Linked DNA regions of Sus scrofa: region 2 is linked to region 1. The links are chromatin contacts, called in public HiChIP or PLAC-seq maps. All regions are on one chromosome and are shown on one strand. The core of a region is the stretch at or near the end of the contact, and the rest is flanking DNA. Distances in the headings are between cores, read along the strand shown. Region 1 has its middle 68 kb from the start of SERTAD2. Region 2 has its middle 89 kb from the start of AFTPH.

What was found. HiChIP or PLAC-seq counts read pairs in DNA pulled down with a chosen protein or histone mark.
Region 2: an H3K27ac HiChIP or PLAC-seq map of alveolar macrophages shows a contact between it and region 1. The contact joins two enhancer-like sites. A contact is called at or near these places in 2 of 2 datasets of contacts at active chromatin or transcription factors (alveolar macrophages and skeletal muscle).

What each region holds. Positions count from the first base shown.
Region 1 is chr3:77,122,917-77,126,657 of Sscrofa11.1, forward strand. No RefSeq gene overlaps it. Among named protein-coding and RNA genes, the nearest start is that of SERTAD2, 68 kb to the right of the region's middle. Within about 2 kb of position 1,770, at least 15 of the 83 cell types and tissues checked have an H3K27ac peak or open chromatin away from gene starts, as enhancers often do. A contact at or near this core is called in alveolar macrophages, where this site is marked.
Region 2 is chr3:77,332,497-77,335,820 of Sscrofa11.1, forward strand. No RefSeq gene overlaps it. Among named protein-coding and RNA genes, the nearest start is that of AFTPH, 89 kb to the right of the region's middle. Within about 2 kb of position 1,980, at least 52 of the 83 cell types and tissues checked have an H3K27ac peak or open chromatin away from gene starts, as enhancers often do. A contact at or near this core is called in alveolar macrophages, where this site is marked.

The DNA of each region.
Region 1 (3,741 bases), core at 520-3,019:
CCTTCTTGCCCCTTCTCCAGAAGGCTATACATTCCAGGTGTGAGTGACTCTTGGCCACTGCTCCAAACTTCCTGGGCAGACACCCAACTTTCCTTAAAGGGAATGCCTAGGATCAAATTTGAAAGTGGGGTTGGAATGCACTTGATTTTTTTTCTTTCTGGGACAATCTGTGACCCCTTTAAGAAAAATATCCCCACCTTGTATGAATAAAAGAATGTTTCTTTTCTTCCTCTTCAATTTAAGATATCAAGGAATTAAGTCTTCACTTCTCTCTCTCTCTCTTTTTAAACATGAAATATGCTTGCTCATGCTGAAAAGTACCGGCTTGAAATAAAACAACTCCCCTTCTGTTTCACAGCCAGCAGGTTTTCTGCACCACCCCAACCCTGCAGAGCTACAGACTGCACAGCGGGCAGACTTTGTTGAACAGATGAACAACTGTGGCTTAATCTGTTTTGAGGGGAAAAAAAAAAAAAGTCCTGAAGCAATTGATAAACAGGAGGCTGAGGTCAGAGTGAAGGAAGAGTAAATGAGGCCAGATTGGGGACCACTGAAACGTAAGCCTCTTTCATCCCCTGCACTGAATCGGGTGTGTGAGTGAGAGTCAAGACTAATCTGCTGGGGAAAGGAATGAGAGCCTCTCACATTGCCTGAGTTTGGAGTTATGTTTTCATTATCATTCAAAAGTATTTTAAGATTATATTTTGTATTCTTGTACTTATTTATTTTATTTTATTTTTTCCCTTAAGCTTAAGTAACAGAGCAGATGAAACTTTGTTTTGCTTTTTAAGGCTGCACTGGTGACATATGGAGGTTCCCAGGCTAGGGGTCCAATTGGAGCTACAGCTGCCTGTCTGCACCACAGCCACAGCAATGCAGGATCTGAGCCTTGTCTGCAACCTAAACCGCAGCCCAGGGCAACACCAGACCCTTAACACACTGAGCGAGGCTGGAGATCAAACCCAAAACCTCCTGGTTCCCAGTCAGATTTATTTCCCCTGTGCCACAATAGGAACTCCCTTGTACTTATTATTCAGAAAATTTTTGGAAGTGAACATAGAAAAGCGCACAAATCATAAGTACAGACCAGTGAGTGTTCACAAACCAAACATGTCGTGTAACCAGCACCCAGGTCAAGAACAGAATATCCACGGCATCAGAGATGCGCCGCCCCCCACCCCTCAACAGACCCCGTAAGGAGAATGGCTATCCTGATTTAAATCCCGTTATTATTTTTAGTAGCTCATACACATTGATGTGTGTGCTTCTGGAGACATTCTACACATCTACAGGAATATGGCTGTTATTATTCTGTGCAAATGTAGTAAAATGTACTATGCACACTATGTAGGGTATTATCCACACTGTTCTGCCTCTGCCTTTTTCACATTTATCTTGGTGAACCTTCCATAGCACTACATAGAAACAGCCCGCTTTCTGGAGAGGTCACATTGTAGTCCACTGGCTCAATGTACCACAATTTATTTAATTTTATTAAAAGGCAAAGAGGTTGTGTCCAACTTTTTCAGAGCTGGCTTTTTAAAAAAGTATTCCAGAGCTACCTTTGTTGTCCTTTAGATTTAAGGTGGCAGCTAGGCACTGCTCTTTGGAAGCCTTAAAAATACAACTACTTCTTACTCTATTCTGAATTGTGTTGGGTGTGGTACCGCCTGGGGTGGTCGATTATTTTATTGCCTTGTCCTGTTAGGACTCAGTTATTCCATGTTTGAATGTGTATCCAGGAAGTGGAAATAATGTCCCCAACACCCCCACTTCCTTTTCTGGCAAATGTGTGTCCGGCGGCGAGTGAATCCAGCCACTTTCAGCCACCCCCTCCCTTCAGTCAGTGACTTAGCTGGCATTGTCCAGGCTGAAATCTGGAGATTTTAGGACATGGACCTTAAGAGGGCTTCCAGACAGGACTTGTCTGAAGAACTGTTGTTCATGTCGGCTAAATAAAGCCTTCCTTTTCTGCTTTCCTTTTCTTTCCTCTGTGGCTTCTTTTCGTCCCTCACTCCCAACCCCAGCCCCAGTCTCTGGTCTTTTCCTGCTCTGAAGTCAGCTCTCAGAGTCATTTAGACTTAATGTGAGTTCAAGTCAGTGCCTACTTCTTGTTCCTAGTGGTATTTGCCCTTTAAATTTCTTACCTACCATAATGATAGAACAAAAAACTCTGCCCTCTTAAGACTTTTCGACTCCCTGACAGCAAGGACGGTTGTGTATTCAGGGATGGGGGCAGTCTCCTCACCCCCGTCCTCCTTCACTACCTGAATCATGCCTGTCTTCTCCCAGCTCTCAGAGGACAGACAGGAAGTGGCAGGCCAGGCTGGTTCAGGACCTCAGGAGAATGTAGGAGTGTCTCTGTATCTGTTTCCAATGGTGGAGGGGCAGACGCCACCAGAACTACAGAAACATGTCTTCCAAAGGCAGGGTCACAGGCAAGTATTAGGGACAGAGCGGCCCTTAGTTCAGCATCAGAGGAAAGTCCTTAGGGGTGTCGCACCAGGAGGTAAGGATCACTGAATCACCTTTCAGAACTGGCAACCACATCTTCTTTGGGCCTAAGTAACTACCTCATAGAGTTGTAATGCAGAATAAATGAATGGATATATAGCCATGGCAAGGGGTCTTTAAATGTTAGCTCTAATTATTATATGAGGTGGCCCAGACCTAGCGGCCCCACTTCCTGTTACCAGGAAGGGACCAGATTGGCTTGTCGTCACTCCATTTGTCCTTCTCCAATTTGCCCTGCTCTCCCAATTGAGCCTGAAGGGACAGTCCAGGCTCTTCCAGCTTGACCCGTCTTGCTAGTCTCTGCAGACCCCTTTACTTCCCTTCCTCTTGCCTGCCAGGGAGCCTTCAGTCTTCACTCTTCCTCTGCAGGACCTTCACTGCCTTGACTTTCTTCCACAAGGGGCAAAAAGCCTACCGCATTCAAAGAGAAAATGCTTTCCCTGGTGATTTTGTCTCTTTAGTCCCTCATCTTTGCATTGTCCAGACTCCTTCCAGACTCCTAATTCCAGGGTCTTCCTCCCCCAGCATTTTGCATGTGCCGAGGATAAAGTCTGGGATAGAAGAGAATGATGCATAATCCAGACTCCTGGGGACTCTGCTGAGATCAGTGACAGTAATACTTCTCCATCCCTTGACACCTGTTTCTAATGCAGGAAGATAAGGGCAATGAAACTGAACCTTTAACATTGTGAGGACCCACTTCAGACCTGGTTCTGTTCTAGGTTCTTCATTGTCATTTAACCTTCATGGCAGCCCTCTGACGTGGGTGTTTGGACGATTCCATAGATTTTCAAATTGAGGCTCAGAACAGGTTTATATCATCTCATCACTGCTGGGGAGCACAAAAGGGATTTGAATTCAGGTCTGCCTGACCCCAGAGCCTATGCATGCTAAAGGAAATTTGAGCCAATGGAACTTGATATCATAATAACATTTTGCCTTCTGTTTTGTATTTGAATCAACTAGCCCAAGAGGCATTGTCTTCCACTTTTAAACTTGGCACACACAATGTCTTAGTCAAGGACTTCAAGCTTTGTCTTGTCCACACATAGGTTGATTTTGAAATAGCCATCTTGTAGACATTCAAAAGTATCCTTGCCAAGACTCACAGAGCATGTTTATTTTCATAAACTTCTGAGGTCCATAAGTCCAGGAATTAATCACCCAGAGGACAGCAGGTATTAGGGATCTGGTGTCCAGGGCTCCCTGTCTCCAGTGAAGGGCTCA
Region 2 (3,324 bases), core at 730-3,229, 210 kb after region 1:
GCCATCACGCGCTATGTTTGGTATCATATATCCGACTGTCCATATGCCTGCCCCAAGGAGCTTAAATTCCAGTTGATGTCATTCCTCACAAATGGCATTTTTTATGGCAGAGATTGTTCTCTCAGGGATGGTGCCCCTCCTGTTTAAACCACTCCCATATTGTTGTGGTTCATTTACAGCCTGATTATTCCCATAGGAGAAATACCTGACATGGAATTGCTGGGACAAAGAGAAAGGATATTTCCAAGGCTCCAGACACATCCGGGTTGGCTCTGAACAAACCTCTGCTCCCTCAAACCCTCTCCCAGCCCCAGCCACTCAGGGTACTCACCAACCAGCAGGAAGTCCCCATCCCCTAAGTCCTCCTCTCTCATCCCAACACCCCCTGCCTTTTCAAATGTCAGAAACAGGTAACGGGGTCCTGGGAGATGGGACTTGAGAGACCTGGCCACCAAATCTCCCCATCTCTGATCTGGACTCCAGATTCAGAACTCCAATTTAGAACATCAGAATTACTCCTTTGAGTTAAGGGCGGTGTGGCTCAAAAGTTGCTGGTTGTAAAATGGACACCAGATCTGAGCCTTGTCTGTGACTTACACCACAGCTCATGGCAACGCCGGATCCTTAACCCACTGAACAAGGCCAGGGATCGAACTCACATCCTCATGAATACTAGCGGGGATCATTACCACTGAGCCACAATGGGAACTCCAAGTTATGCATGTTTTTAATTTTACTGAGGACATTATGTAAAAATATTACAGAATATTCTGGGGAAAAAAGACAAAATATCATGGCTACATCTTTTCCCACATTTTTAGGTCAGGGAAATTGTCTCTTTCTATGAAATGGGAACAACCTTTCGTGAACCTTTCGATCAGCATCTTCAAAAGTATCCAACATTTTCTTGGACAGATTTTCAAATCAGCCTATAAATGACATCCATAGCGCAATGGCCTGCGGTTCTCTATGAGAGGACTGGATATATGAGCCCCACCAGGTGCTGGAAACCCCTCAGAGGCCATTGACAATGCGGCCAGAGTGCTTTTCCAGCTCCGTTGTAAACAATTTGGGATTTAATCTAAAGAGATGCTAAGTGGATCAAGTCTTTGAGGTAATTTGTGTCAATTTCCAAGTCACTCCTGGTCATCATTGAAGAAAGCTACTTTTTATTAAAGAATCCCAGGGCTGACTGTAGGAAAGAGCCTCCCGCCAGCCCCCCTCACCAGGCCAATACTCAGCAGAGGCCAAGGACTGCCCAGAACAGCCCGCTAATTGAGGGAACCGAGGCAGGATCGGCGTCCTCAGGGAGCTCAGTCTGGCCTCCTGCCGAGCTGGACGGGGGTGTCGGTGCTCCAGAGCCGCGGTTCTCAAACTTCGCGAACCCCGGGGAGGGCCTGTGAACCTAGCTTGCTGGGTCCGGAGATCCACCGCTGGCCCGAGAGCCTGCACTTCTAAGTTCAAGTGCGGGGGCTGCTGCTGCTGCTGCTGGTCCCAGGGCCGCTTTTAGAGGACACTCGGCCGGGGAGCTCCGAGGGAGGACCCAGGGGCGCGCCCCAGGGAGGAGGGCCGGGGTCAGACCTCGGGGCGGAGGGCGCGGACGCCAGGCCCTACCCGAGAAGGAAGCGGCGGAGGCCGGAACCGCGGGCGGCGGCGCGACGACTGGGGCCGGGTGACACGGGGCGGCGGGCGCCTCGGCGGCGGCGGCGGGCAGAAGGCCCCACGGGCCACCCAGGGCGCGGGCGGCCCGGCACGGCTTCCCCAGCCTCTGTGCCCACTGCCCGGAAGGGAGACAAAGGCGCCACGGGGGATGGACTGGAGCGTCCCTTCTGAATGTCCAGACTGGCTGGGTCCCTGGCTCTCAAACACTTCCTTCTCTACGGCTGCCTGTCGCTAGCGCTGGGCTCTCCTCCCAGCCCAAGGGGGAGGGGAGGGAAGCGAGAGAGAGACAGAGAGAGACCCACAGGCACCCCACCCCACCCCCGCAAGACCGTGGGCCTCTGTCAAGAGCCTTAGATTCTATGCCCAGGGCAGCTCCTCACAGCCACGTGGCCTTTAACAGCTCACCTCGCCTCACTGGCCTCAGTTTCTCCTTCTGTAAAGCAACTGCATTGGAGATGGTTGCTGAGCTTCCTTCCAGCTCTAGAGAGCTAGGATTGCCCACACTGACCGGTGAGAGACAGATAGTGGAATGGGGTCCGGGTGCGAGGGGTAACAGGGGTGTGGGCAGGCAGGGGCTGCGAGGTGCTGGAGGGAAGGAAGAGAGAAGGTGGAGGGGGCCTCTCAGGCACCTTTGCCAGCTCCACTCCCTCATCCTGGCCTCCAAGAGTGGGGCTGGCAGAGTCCCTACATCAGGAAAGGCCCCCACGGGAATCCCCTCACTATCTTGCCTAGTTTGCAGCCTGGTTTGCTGGGGGATGAGAGAAGGAACAGGAAGGAACACGCAGGTTGGACTGGAAAATCCAGCTGGGCAGGCGACAGCTGTGACTGTACCTTACACTGGAGGTTCAAGCCTTGCTTGGCCCCGTCCCTGCAGCACAGGCCCTGCTGGACCTTGGGCAGCCGGGTCCAGGGGCGCGGCTGCCACTGAGCTGAGAGCTCATGAGCAGAAAGTCAAATAGCGTTTAGATTTGAGACTGCACACATGTGCTTCCAAGACTGTGTGGAAATGACTTTATTTTCAACTTAACTCCATCTTCCTATAGATTTACTCAGTGAGTTCAAAGATGCTAGTTCTTAATTTATAAGCTCAGTGGCAGCTTCCAACACATTAACCCAAAGGCCACCCCTGCCCCCCTCTGCAGGAAGCAAAGCTCCCACAAAATGTCCAGATGGTTCGGAGAAGTGTGTAAGACAGTCTGGTTGCAAGTGGCAGAAACGCCTCTCCCAGTAGCTTAAAGATACATATACCTATATGATATATAGATATAGATAGTATTTTATATGCATGTTTGGCTCACAGAGTCTAAATAAAAGTTAAAAAGTAGTAGGAAAGACAGGGATGCTGTTACATTCTGAATGTGATAAGACTCTTTGGTGCCAGCTCCCAAGCTTAACAACTTAAAAGTCTGCCTGCAACTTTTCTTCAAAAATTTAAAGCAGGGGAATCCTCAGCAAACCACACAGAACATTTAAGAAAGGTCTGCCAGAGGCCCAAGGCTTCACCAGGCTCAGGGCTGTGGAGAGGCTCTTCTGGACCTGAGCCTGTGCAGGGCGTGGGGAGCCCACTTATTGGTAATGGTTCCAAAATACAAACACCTCCACTGCCTTGGACTGATGAAGCCCACATAATTCTCAGGCTGGGACCCACCAGCCAGTTCTGCC